Linked DNA regions of Sus scrofa: region 1 is linked to region 2. Evidence: chromatin contacts called from public promoter capture Hi-C data. All regions are on one chromosome and are shown on one strand. Each heading gives the region's core, a stretch centred on a gene start, on an enhancer-like site or on the middle of the called end of the contact. The rest is flanking DNA. Distances are from core to core; before and after follow the strand shown.

What was found. Promoter capture Hi-C pulls out the DNA fragments that hold promoters and counts their contacts.
Region 1: a promoter capture Hi-C map of fetal skeletal muscle shows a contact between it and region 2, with 3 times the contacts expected there. The contact joins the promoter of KPNB1 here to the promoter of MRPL45 in region 2. A contact is called at or near these places in 2 of 5 promoter capture datasets (fetal skeletal muscle and liver), 2 of 47 Hi-C or Micro-C datasets (embryonic fibroblasts and epiblast stem cells) and 2 of 2 datasets of contacts at active chromatin or transcription factors (alveolar macrophages and skeletal muscle).

The regions. Positions count from the first base shown.
Region 1 is chr12:23,913,388-23,920,183 of Sscrofa11.1, reverse strand. It overlaps KPNB1 (importin subunit beta-1), which reads right to left and starts at 4,401. Exons shown (of 22, transcript XM_003131528.6): 1 at 3,865-4,401; 2 at 3,704-3,762; 3 at 1,370-1,552. The coding sequence starts at 3,904.
Region 2 is chr12:23,761,703-23,768,236 of Sscrofa11.1, reverse strand. MRPL45 (39S ribosomal protein L45, mitochondrial) reads left to right here and starts at 1,761. Exons shown (of 8, transcript XM_021067079.1): 1 at 1,761-1,909; 2 at 2,744-2,921; 3 at 3,636-3,753; 4 at 5,736-5,834. The coding sequence starts at 1,844.

The sequences.
Region 1 (6,796 bases), core at 3,152-5,651, 150 kb before region 2:
ATTACAGCTCCCATCATGCCTTCTCTCATTTACTATTGTGTAATCTGAGGAAAATGAGAAATCGAATGGGCACAATAAGCATCAAGAGTTCCAGTGACTGATGTGAATAAACTTCATTTATATCAAATTACTGAGGGGAGGATTAAAATGTTATTACATAAGTAGACCCAATGTGGATAGAAATAGCTCTACATATTTCAAATAAGATTCAAAATAAGTTGGCTTTTGTAACCTAGTTTTCTGTCATGAGTCTCTCCATGCAAGACTGGAGAGGGAAGGAGGTACAGAATTAGAAAGAGAAGTTACCGCCGTAAGGGGCACTAATTTACCTACTGCTGATACCCAGAAGCAGGAAATAGCAAATATGATGTGCAGAAGCATGACCAGCTCAAGTACACATGCAGGAATCCCCCGACTGGTTTCCCCTCCAATACCAAGGACCAATTGATGACTGAGCAGGTGTCTGACTTACTACCCTCTGTGCACTATCCATGTAAGACAGGCCACTGAAGAACCAAAGTTTTCTTGTTTTTTTTAAAAAGCATTTGTCCATATATTCTGAATCCTTCTTTGTGCAGCAAGAATTCTGATTCAACAAGAAAGTCCCAAGAACTCTTTTTTTTTTTAAAGGACCACACCTGCAGCATATGGAAGTCCCCAGGCTAGGGGTCAAATTGGAGCTACAGCTGCTGATCAAATTGGAGCCAGAGCAACAGCAACGCCAGATCCGAGTGGCATCTTCGACCTATATCGCATCTTATGGCAATGCCGGATCCTTAACCCACCGAGCAAGGCCAGGGATGGAACCTTCCTGCACCCTCATGGATACTAATCGGGTTCTTACCCTGCTGAGCCACAGCAGGAACTCCCACAAGAACTCCATAATGCAGAAGAACAAGGGGCATTCAAATTTCCTCCAAAAACAAAAACAAAAAAAACCCAAAACAACAAAACAAAACCACTGCACACAAAAACCATCGGCTCACTCTTTAAACACTTTGACAAAAAGCTAAACGTTTCTCATACTTTGCTAAGTAGATAAAAGCATGATTAGTGTCAATCCTATTTCACAAACTCTTCAGGCTTAAAAGGCCCAAGAGAGACCATGCACGTCCCCTTCTGATTCCACACTGTGGAGTCACGGAACGATGAGAATTACCCACAGCAGCAGTTCAACAAGAGCTAGGTACTAGTTATAGTTAACTAAGGAAGAATCACTTGGGAAAAGACAGTTCGAGAAAGAAGACAAATCAAATCTTCAAGTTAAGTTTAGATTGCAGACATCTATTACAGTCAGTTCTATCCCACGTAAATGAAAAAAAGAACTGACCTTCTCTAGCATGACCAAAAGGAGATGAAAGTTACTTACATAATTCTTGACTTCCCGTCGAGCATTAGCATCAATAGCAAGCCACCTCTGCTGATACTGTGCCTTGATATCTGGATCTTTCGACGTCAAAGAGTTCTTGATTTGTAGACCAGCTGCAACTCTGGCAACCTGACTGTTTCCTGGATTTGCCAGCACTCTGGACAGTTCCACAAGGAAAGTGGGCTGTTATGAGAAGACGTGAAAGAAGACTGTCTCTTAGGAATTTCACCGATGGAAGAAAGCATCGAAACAATGGGGAAAACCTCAAGTTTTTAAGGACACATTATAATGTCTCATAAAATGTCAAAATATCTACTTCAAGACTCCTATAAAAATGTTACTTAGTACATAGGGACGTCATCCTCCTTCTCACACAGATTCAGCATTAAACACGGAGTTACAGGTTCTCCTATTAACATCATTCTGAGTGCCAAATCTTCACATTAAATTCCACAGAATTAAAGCAAGTTGGCAATCTGGTGGTCAGAAGACTCTTCTATGTATCTAGAACAGTACTTGGTACTCCGTAAATTATTTTTGTTACATAAATATGTTATAACAGAGTAGAAAAAATTGTTTTAGATTAAAAACATCTTAACCCAAAAAGAATGATACTCAGGGGGGCTTGGGATCTCATGGAAGCAGGTAATCTTATCGAAGAGAGAAAAGTACTTCAAAACTTTAAAACACAGGCTTAGGAGGCTAGCTGTCTCTATTTTATAGTGTCTCAGCAAGAGACTAATAATGAAAAAAAAATTACAAGGAAAATGTGCTAACAAATATTTAGAAATAGGGAGCAACTGAGAAAATAAAAATGTCAAGGAAAATAATTTTATGTTTACTAGTCAACAGTTAAAACACTAAAGGTTACTATTCGTTTTGGTTCTCAGTTGTTCACCAAACACAGTGGATTCTTGAAAATAATAGTCAATCTTTCGTACTGCACAGGCCCCCAAAACTACTATTTTTGTTTAAAATGTTTAACACACATTCTTCTTCCCCACAAAAAGCTCTCTCCAATGGAAAAGCTAACAGGAAAAACCAAAAGCAGATAGTTTCTTACCACTAACAAGTTCTGCAGTTACAGCGGAAGATAATTCTTAAGTTTTATTAATTAGGTACCACTAAAGAATGTTAAGAATGATGGGAATAAGATAAAATGCTAGGAATAAGATGAAAGCCGTCTTACTTTAGCAAAAGCAGAAACAGGAATACACATTAAACGGAAATATGGGTCTATGCTAGTAGATAAAAATCTTTTCTATGGAAAGCTAAGTATAAAAAGGTTGATGGTAAAAACCAGAACGTGTAAGGGGGAAAAAAAAATCCAAGACAATTCAAAGGCAGTTTGTAGAAAATAAAAAAACGCCTTGTCACTTTTTTTTTTGGCTTGCCTAGATAACACAAAAGAACACATTTGGTTACAGTGTTATTTAGATCTATTACCTATTACCTTTAAGAGACGTATTATCCACCGTTCTCTTTGCTCCCCACCCCCCAACAGGAGGAGGGAATCCAAGGAGAAATATTACTGGCACATAGGCTGTTTCAGTCAATCCATCTCTCGATTTTATACAGAGGTCCAGTCTCTAGTGGACTTAACACTCATTTTTTTTCTGTACCCCCTAAATTTGAAACCATGAAAAACGAGGAACTTTCCTCTATGATTTCCTCTGGAAACAGGCCCGATCTCAAGGATAAGCCTCAGCCTGTTATCTGGGTGCAGATGAAGTCTCTATTGATCGGGGCCGGGGGAAAAAATTCCCCTGGAGAGGAATAACCCGTCAAGAAAGGGAAAAACATTGCCGGAATGGGTAAAAAGGGATTTGGGTGCAGGCCTGGCCAGGAGCACAGACCAAGGGAGAAGGGAATGGGTAGGGCTCTGGGAAGTAGGTGGAGAGAATCATAGGGGTCACAGGACAGGAAGGAGGAGGAGGCCGGGGTCCGAACTGGACGGGCAGCGGGGCTCGGAGCTTCCACATGGCCCCTAGGCCCGGCTCCCCCACCCCCACCCTTGCTGAACACGCAGCGCCGCGCAACCTAACTTCCCTTCCCTCGCTCTTTCTCCCTCCTGCTGCACCGCCGCCCTCAGGCCGCGCGGCGATTGGGCGGCAGTCACCCCGGCGCGCCGCGCCATTGGCCAGGTGCCGGGGCCCGGGGCGGGACACACCCACCGGCTTCCCGACGGAGGGGTTAGGTTGGACCGGGGGAGGGGGAGGGGGACGGGATGGGGCGGGGTGGGTTCCCGAGGCCTGGGCCTCCAGGAGGGCGGGAAGGCCCGCACGCAGGGGATGGGGAGACGGGCGGGATGGGGGACGGCGGGGTGGCACGCACCAGGTTCTCCACGGCCGCACGCTCCAGGAACTTCTGCGCCGCTTCCAGTTCCAGCCGATCTGGGGGGAAGGAAAGTGGGAAAAGGGACAGGTCAGAGGGGCCAGGGCTTCCCCTCCCCCCACCCAATCACCTCAGCCCGACCCCCGGCCCCCGCGTCCTACCGGGAGACACGGTCTTCTCGAGGATGGTGATCAGCTCCATGGCGGAGGTGGTGGCGGCGACTCCTCTTAAGACTGCTGTCCGGCCTCTCGGGCGGCGGCTCCAACTGGGGATGGGGGTTGGGGGTCGGGTGGGAAGGGAGGGTGGGGTGGGGGGCGGGGGTCACCACAATCCCATTCACTGGCTCCCTCTTGGTAGTCGCTCCAGCTCCCTTTCCTTCCTCCTTTCCTTCCTTCCTCCCTCCTAATTTGCTGCTGGCGGCGGCAGCAGCTGCTCCTCTGGCGGCGGGGGAGGGACCCCGGGGGCAGCTTTGAGCGCGGCTGGTGCTCGGGTGGCGGAGGGAGAAAGAAGGGAAGGGAGGCGGTAAGTGAACGGCGGCTCGCAGGGAGGGAGAGAGAGGGAGGGAGGAAGGCGGAGGGATATTCGGGCCGGACCTCTCCGCGGCGGCACCGCGCTCCATGTCGATTGGCCACTGCCGTGGCCACGCGGAATCCCCAATTGGCCAGGCGGTTAGCATTGAAGGGCCGCCCTGCGCCCATTCGCCGGCTGGTTTCAAGGCCCGGGTTGGCTGGGCGGGCAGTGGGATGGAGCGCGTGGATTGGCCGAGGGGAGGGAGGTTGGGGTGGGGCAGGCCAGAGCCGGCCGCTGATTGGGTTGGCCTGGTAAAGGCCTTCAGCTCAGGCCGGCTGGGCGCCGAGAGGAGGGTGGACCGAAGGTAAGACTGTAGGCCCGCGTGATTGGCTGGGCTATTAGACGTTGATAGGATAGGGCACCCGGGAGAACTGGGGAGAAGAGTTCGGGGTCGGGGCCGCGGAAAGGCGGGAGGTGCCCCACTGCTTTAGAAGCCCAGCGCGGGGCACGATGGGACGCCCCCGGGAAGGGGCGGAGCCGTGTCCGGGTTGAGGTTGGGAAGCGCCGTCACTCGGAGGGGCGTGTTAAAGAGGGTTTCGCGGGCTCGAGCGGGGGAGGGGGGACCGTTAAAACTGCACCGCACCCACAGGAAGCTGCTTTAATGGCTAGGCCTACTTGGTACCAGACTCTTGGTTGGGAAGGACCTTGAAGACCATGCCGTTCAACTTCCAGTTTGCAGATGTGGAAACTGAAGGCCAGAGAGGGTATGCGACTTGTCCAAGGTTACTCAGCCAGTTAGTGGCCTGGTTGGGACTGGACTCAAGCACTCCAGACTACCGTGGCTTTTACACGCAGCACCTCCAAGGGGGTGAATGCAAAAGCAGTCCCTTTGGACATATGTATAGTTTGAGGCCTGTGCTGTTGTGAGACGTAACACGTGGGGTGGACACTTGGATTCCCCTTAAACCCTCATCCATAAGCTCTCGGGTACTTGAAGGAATAGAAATGTTTCACCCTGGAAGGTACCTTTTCTATAAAGGCACAACCGTGTACCAGAGAAAATGTGTGTACAGCCCTAAAAGATCGCCTTTTTTTAGTTATAAGCCCTGAGACAAACTAATGAAAGCCTTTCCTTAGCAAAATGTGCATACAATTTCTGGACTTCCCTTTAGATTGGGAATGGGCTCCAGGTGAAGAAGTTGCTGAATGGTTACATTTTCACCATATTGACCTAGGGTTAATAGAATGTAGCTAGCTGACAGATCTCTTCTCTGCATTAGCTCGAGCTTCTGAAATAATTGCCCTACTCTAGCCATACTGGGAAAACCTAAGAGCAACTCTGGCCTTGCTGTGAAGTTCCAACTAAAAATTAGGAAAGGCTGGCCAGCTACCTTTAATCCTTGAAAGAAAAGAAAAGAAAAAAAGACATTTTTCTCTATCAGAAATATCTGAGTTCTGGAGTTCCCGTCGTGGTGCAGAGGTTAACGAATCCGACTAGGAACCATGAGGTTGCGGGTTCGGTCCCTGCCCTTGCTCAGTGGGTTAAGGATCCGGCGTTGCCGTGAGCTGTGGTGTAGGTTGCAGACGCGGCTCGGATCCCGCGTTGCTGTGGCTCTGGCATAGGCCAGTGGCTACAGCTCCGATTAGACCCCTAGCTTGGGAACCTCCATATGCCGCGGGAGCGGCCCAAAGAAATAACAAAAAGCCAAAAAAAAAAAAAAGAAATATCTGAGTTCTGAAGCTGCAAGTGTGGGGACACTATTCCTTGCTCGTCCTGTGCCTGCTTGATTTCCCATGACTTAGCTGTCCTCCAAACCTCAGCCTTTTGCTTCACCTTTCAGCTGAGGAAGAACTGCCCTCTGTGTGTGATTTTATTACGAATCAACCAAGTTTAAGTGAGATGACATTCTTGAAAATCTCTGAATTGCCTTGATGAGGATTTCCCATACTACAAATGCTCCACAGTTCTGTTTCACTCCAAGACAGCTTTCTCCTGTCCTCTTACCAATTTGTTGAGCTACCTCCTCTGCTCACCATCAGTCATGATACTACCATTGATGGCAAGTGGATTTTTAAAGTAGCTGGAATAGGAGTCCGCACTGTGGCTCATCGAGTTATGAACCTGACCAGCATGCATGAGGATGCACCTTTGATCCCTGGCCTCACTCAGTGGGTTAAGGATCCGGTGTTCCTGTGAGCTGTGGTGTAGGTAGCAGACGCGGCTCAGATCCCATGTGGCTGTGGTGTAGGCTGGCAGCTGCAGCTCCAATTCGACCTCTAGCCTGGGATCTTACACATGCCTCAGGTGCTGCCCTTAAAAAAAAAAAAAAAAAAGTGGTTGGAATAAAATGCTGGGAAGTAAATGTTTTGCAGCAAAGTTCCAGTCAAACGTTAAGATCCTTACCACAACCCAACTGAATTGATGTTTTAGTTGAACTAAGGAGGGTGCTATCTAGTCCCTATCAGAAGCACTCAACATTGTCCTGCTCTCAGCAATTGCTGCTGAGGCGCTGTAATGTGTTTAGCACTCAGAATCCAGAAACTGACTGCCTGAGTTCATAACCCAATTCTTCCACTTCTTAG
Region 2 (6,534 bases), core at 512-3,011:
ATGAGATGGGAAGATAATATGAATTTTCCAAAAGAGCAGCTAATAAAGCCCACTTGTAATTCATCTCAGAATGAATTAACCGAGATTGACTCCCCTTATTTCATTCAGGTTGATATGGAACAAGTCTTCATTCCCTGAAAAATTGATTAGAGGGCAGGCAAAGATGATATGGGATGTGTTGGCTACCATGTAAATCAAACATAAAACTCAACAGTGAAGCAGATAATCCCAGATAGACTATATCAGTGTTCCATATTAATAACCATTCGTCACGGAGTAGAATTTCTTCGCTTTGTCAGGAAAACCAGTGGAGAAAAAAGTTCATGTTTGGAGTTCCCATTATGGCTCAGCAGAAATGAATCCAACTAGGAATCATGAGATTTCAGGTTCGATCCCTGGCCTCACTCAGTGGGTTAAGGATCTGGCGTTGCCCTGAGCTGTGGTGTAGTTTGCAGACGCAGCTTGGATCTGGTGTTGCTGTGGCTGCGGTATAGGCCAGGGGCTACAGCTCCAATTCCAATTCGACCCCTAGCGGGGGACCTTCCATATGCTGCAGGTGCAGCCCTAAAAAGACCAAAAAAAAAAAAAAAAAAAAAAAGGAGTTCCCGTTGTGGCGCAGTGGTTAACGAATCCGACTAGGAACTATGAGGTTGAGGGTTCGGTCCCTGCCCTTGCTCAGTGGGTTAACGATCCGGTATTGCCGTGAGCTGTGGTGTAGGTTGCAGACGCGGCTCGGATCCCGCGTTGCTGTGGCTCCAGCGTAGGCCGGTGGCTACAGCTCCGATTCAACCCCTAGCCTGGGAACCTCCATATGCCGCGGGACGCGGGAGCGGCCCAAGAAATAGCAACAACAACAACAACAACAAAAAAGACAAAAAAAAAAAAAAAATTAATTGGCAAAATGAGATAAAACCGTAAAGTTAAGTATAGAAAGTGTTTGCCTTTCGGCAATGATTACTGAAGCAGTACAAGGTAGCAGTCAGTGAATGGGTTCTAGAATTAGACTGCTTGAACGTGAATCCCAATTCTTCTAGTTCTTAGCTGTGTGACCTTAGAAAAATTACATAATTTCTGTGCTGCCCAAGTTCATATGTAAACGAGTATTACTCCTACGTTGATGATTGAGTAAATAAATGTAAAATGCTTAGCGAATTGCCTGGCAATGCCTAAGCAAGTGCTACAGGTACCTCTGTACCTCCGTCCCAAAAAGACAGATGTTTTTATCAGTCCATGCGTCTTTTGTTTCAATAAACACAATAGTCATTAACTACCTTAATTTGATGGTAAGAAAGACTATTATCCTTCACACGGTACAGATTGGGAAAACTATATTATTCCATATAAATACTATATTGTTAACTCCGCCTTAAGGTTGTCCGAGGACGGACCCAGACCCAGAACCCAGTCATTTTTGCCATTCCTAAGATCCAAGTAGGCACTGAAGAAAAACACTTGTCTCAGAAGAGAAACAGCTTCTCATTCTTCACGGACTAGAAGCAAGGTGCAGCAACGTGCCAATTTTACAGGAAGGGAGTAACTCCCGGCCGCCAGAACGCCTGGTGCGCAAGCGCAGCTCTGGCTCCGCGCCCTCCGCTTGGCGCGTGACAACCGTGCTTCCCCCTGCCCCCAACGCCGTCTTACCACGCAGGCGCAGCCCTACTCCACTCCCCCACCCCGCCCCCCTCCCAGACGTGCACGTGCGCGTTCGCGCCTCTCGCACTTTGGAGGAGGGCGCGCGCCCTGGAAAATTCCACGGCCGCGCTAGCTCCACCCTTTGCGCCTTCTTTCCTGCCCCAGGCGCATCACTTTCAGTCTCCATCCCAGCTGCCTTTGCGCGAGCAAAATGGCAGCCCCCGTAACACGGGGCTTGTCTTGCTTACCCAGGGTTTTAGGATGGTGGTCTCGGCAGGTGGGTAGGGACGGGGGTGGATAGGACTCTTGGGGCTGGAGGAGTAGGAGAGAGTAGAGAGAAATACTCGCTTTGCAGTTGTCCTTCGTGAGTTTGGATGATATGAGTCGTACCTAGGCTAGGGAAGAGTTGAGGTAAACGGGACACAGCTACTGAGCTGTGTGGCTGAGTGGTGAGAGCCTCGGTATGGCCATGAGAGCGAGCAGTTTCTCGAGGATTAAGGTTTCTCCCGTTAAGTCTGGGTCAGACGAGCGTGAAGGTGTTAAAGGGGAGAGAATGGTTTGGAAGGTGGGCTCGCTTCCCTTTTATTTTTATAAATATTTCAATTGCACAGTGGCTGTACAGGAGAGAGTCTCGTACCTGCCTGAAGAAACCTCATGATCAGAGAGAAGAAACCTGGCCTTTGAAAGGGTTATTGATCACTTAGGAGCTAGAGCGACAGAGTAAAGTTTACAGTGAGGCTTTCAATAGAATGTAATCTGAGTAAATGTAGAGGAGATACCAAAGAGTTGGTGTTTAAGTTCCCCATCAGACTGAATGTTCTTTGAAAGCAAAAGCCTTGCTTTCATCAACTCTGCATCCCAGGGGTTTGGCATAGTCCTGTGCCATGGAAAGTACTAAAGGAAAGCCATGCGTAAACATTGGGTTGTGTTAGTAAAGTTACTTACTGCCTTTTAGTAAGGGACAGCCATAATTGTTAAGATAGTAGTGCATTTCCCCTTGTGACATGTGGCTTTATAATTGTTCCTAAGTCATTTTTTGGATGTGCCCTTTCTATCTCTGCTTAGAATTTGTGCAAGATTGATTATCTAACCTTTTTCTGCTATCCTCCAGCCAGTCTTGGTGACTCAGTCCACAGCAGTAGTTCCAGTGAGAACTAAAAAACGTTTCACACCCCCTACCTATCAACCCAAGTACAAATCAGAGAAGGAGTTTGTAGAACATGCCCGGAAAGCAGGACTGGTCATACCTCATGAACGTTTGGAGCGCCCCATACATCTAGCCTGTACAGGTGAGACATGGTATTTCTGAGACCCAGACCCAGTCCCCTTTTGTCAGAGATTTTCTTGGAGAGTAGAATGATTTGGCCTATGATTTTTTGTTTTTTGTTTTTTTTGGCTTTTTGTCTTTTGGCAATTTCTTGGGCCACTCCTGCAGTACATGGAGGTTCCCAGGCTTAGGGTGGAATCAGAGCTGTAGCCACCAGCCTACACCAGGGCCACAACAACTCGGGATCTGAACCATGTCTTCGACCTACACCACAGCTCACAGAAATGCCAGATCCTTAACCCACTGAGTGAGGCCAGGGATCGAACCCACAATCTCATGGTTCCTAGTCAGATTCGTCAGCCACTGAGCCATGACGGGAACTCCTTATTTGGGCTATGATTGAGAGCATTTAATTAACCACAGATTAAGTTCAGCTTCAATAATTAACATACACTACATTTTATGAGGTTATCTTTGACTGTGCTTTTAAATTATTCATTGAAGTGGCCTTTTACCTGGCGGGTAAAACTTCTCCATTTTGTATAAGAAGAAGCTCTGAGAGAAGACTAAAATTACCTTATTCTACTTTTTCTAATGCAGCATAAAACCTTCTACACGGGAAGTCTATTTCATTAGTCTGTTTTGTATCCAGAAGGGCTCCCAATTTTTTTTATGACCTCAAGATGACTTTTTCTCAATCTTTCAATGCTTTCTTAGTTTTCTCCTCTCTTTACAGCTGGTATCTTTGATGCCTATGTTCCTCCTGAGGGTGATGCCCGGATATCATCTCTTTCTAAGGAAGGACTGGCACAGAGAGCTGAGCGACTGAAGAAGAATGTGGCCTCACAATTGTCGTAAGTGTCTGAGATAGCTGGGGGTCACTATTAGAATAAAAATTTCTTGGCATTCCCACCGTGGTGCAGCAGAAACGAATCTGGCTAGGAACCATGAGGTTGCGGGTTCGATCCCTGGCCTGGCTCAGTGGGTTGAGGATCCGGCATTGTTATGAGCTGTGGTGTCGGTTGCAGATTCGGCTCGGATGTGGCATTGCTGTGGCTGTGGCATAGGATTGGACCCCTAGCCTGGGAACCTCCATACGCCTCAGGTGCGGCCCTTAAAAGGCAAAAGACAAAAAAAAAAATTTCTTAATCATCATTTTATTCCGGAGAGGCCATCTTGGGCTAACTGGGTTGGCTATAACTGGGCAATATTTTCTTCCTTTCTTTTCCTTTTTTTTTTTTTTTTTTTTTGTGCTTTTTAGGCCTGCACGCACAGGGGTGCAGGCCTAAAAAGCACCCACATATGGAGGTTCCCAGGCTAGGGGTTGAATTGGAGCTACAGCTGCTGGCCTACACCATAGCCACAGCAACACCAGATCCGAGCCACATCTGCAACGTACACCATAGCTCACGGCAACGCTGGATCCTTAACCCACTGAGCGAGGCCAGGGATTGAACCCACAACCTCATGGTTCCTAGTCAGATTCATTTCAATTGTGCCACAACGGGAATGCCCCTGACAGTATTTAAATTATAGGTTCTTTAGGGTCATATGTAGATTTCTGTGCACAAGTATATTGAGTCAGTGTTAATTATTCATGTGGCCATAGCATATTTCTCTAAATACAGATCTTATTTCATCAACTCTTTTGCCTCACACTCCTTTGTGGTTCCCTGTTAACCTGAAGAATAAAATCTAGATTTCTTTTTTTTTTTTTTTTTTGCTTTTTAGGGCTGCACCTGCAGCATATGGAGGTTCCCAGGCTAGGGGTCCAATTGGAGCTACAGCTGCTGGCCTACGCCACAGCAACGTCTGTGACCTACACCACAGCCCACGGCAACGCCGGATCCTTAACCCACTGAGCGAGGCCAGGGTTCGAACCTGTCTTCTCATGGATATTAATCGGATTCGTTTCCACAAGGGGAACGCCCAAATCCAGATTTCGTTAGTAATATTCAGGGCTTTTCATAATTTGTCTCTTACCTTCCTCTCCAAAATCATCATCTCTCTCCTTATTTTCTTTTTCTCAAACTAATCTTCAGCATTTCCCAACTAATTGTCATCAACTATAATGAGGGAAAAAAAAAAAAAAACTAATTGCCAGTTCCTTGGCAATTGTGCTGTGTCTTGGCATATCCTTTTTTTGCCTGAAAATGTCTTTTTCTCTTAAAGTTCTCAAAAAGACTTCCTGGGGTCTTTTTGCGTCTGCCTTTGTTATAATTGTAACTGTACACATATTCTTACTACTTCTTTTTCTGTTTTTTTTAGGGCTGCACCCGTGGCATAATGGAGGTTCCCAGGCTAGGGGGTCAAGTCGGAACTGCAGCTGCCAGCCTACACCACAGTCATAGCAACACCAGATCAAGCCGTGTCTGTGACCTACACCACAGCTCATGGCAATGCTGGATCCTTAAGCCACTGAGCAAGGCCAGGGGTTGAACCCGCAACCTCATGGATCCTGGTCAAGTTCGTTTCCGTTGCGCCACAGTGGGAACTCCGAATAAGTGCATTTATATCATTTTTTTTAATTTCACATATAAGTGATATCTTAGAATATTTGCCTTTCTGTAAGATTCTTTTAAATCTTCCTTCTATCATCCATTCTAATAATTATCTTTCCCAACTACATAACCATCTAAGCTATTGATTTTAAAAAAATGTATCTGATAGAGAGTTCTCGTCATGGCACAGCGGAAATGAATCCGACTAGGAACCATGAGGTCGCAGGTTTGATCCCTGGCCTCCCTCAGTGGGTTAAGGGTCCAGTGTTGCCATGAGCTGTGGTGTAGGCTGGCATTGTCTTCTTTAGAATAAATTCTCATGTTTAATTTTACAGAATCCGCAAGATAAGAGAAAGTGATCCTAATTTTAAAATTAAGGACTTCCCTGAAAAAGCCAAGGATATCTTCATTGAAGCGCACCTGTGTCTAAACAAGTACGTGAACTCCCTGTTTTATACCGGTTATGTTCTGAGCAGCTGTTGCTCTGGGCACAGAGTTTTCTTTCCTTCAGATAAGAGTTCTAGAGTGGGAGCACTTCCTCTGTGGGAAATAATTGGAGCCTGGAGCTATCCTTGACTCCTCTCATGGCTTCTGGGAGTTTTTACCATTCGGTCTGGCTTAGCTTCACCAGCAGGTGTTGGGACTCGGCTGAACTGCTACTATTTTCATCCCATCTAATTCCTAATTCATCTTGACCTTTTTTGTGTTCATACCTTGTGTAAATGTACATTTCCTTTGCTTAATTATTTTGAATACACTTCTTTTAAAATTCCCTGGAGTTCCCATCGTGGTGCAGTGGTTAACGAATCCGACTAGGAACCATGAGGTTGCGGGTTCGATCCCTGCCCTTGCTCAGTGGGTTAATGATCCGGTGTTGCCGTGAGCTGTGGTGTAGGTTGCAGACGTGGCTCGGATCCCGAGTTGCTGTGGCTCTGGTGTAGGCCGGTGGCTACAGCTCCGATTAGACCCCTAGCCTGGGAACCTCCATATGCCGCGGAGCGGCCCAAGAAATAGCAACAACAACAACAAAAAAGACAAAAGACAAAAAATAAAATAAAATAAAATAAAATTCCCAACTTGGAGATCCCGTCGTGGCTCAGTGGTTAACAAATCCGACTGGGAACCGTGAGGTTT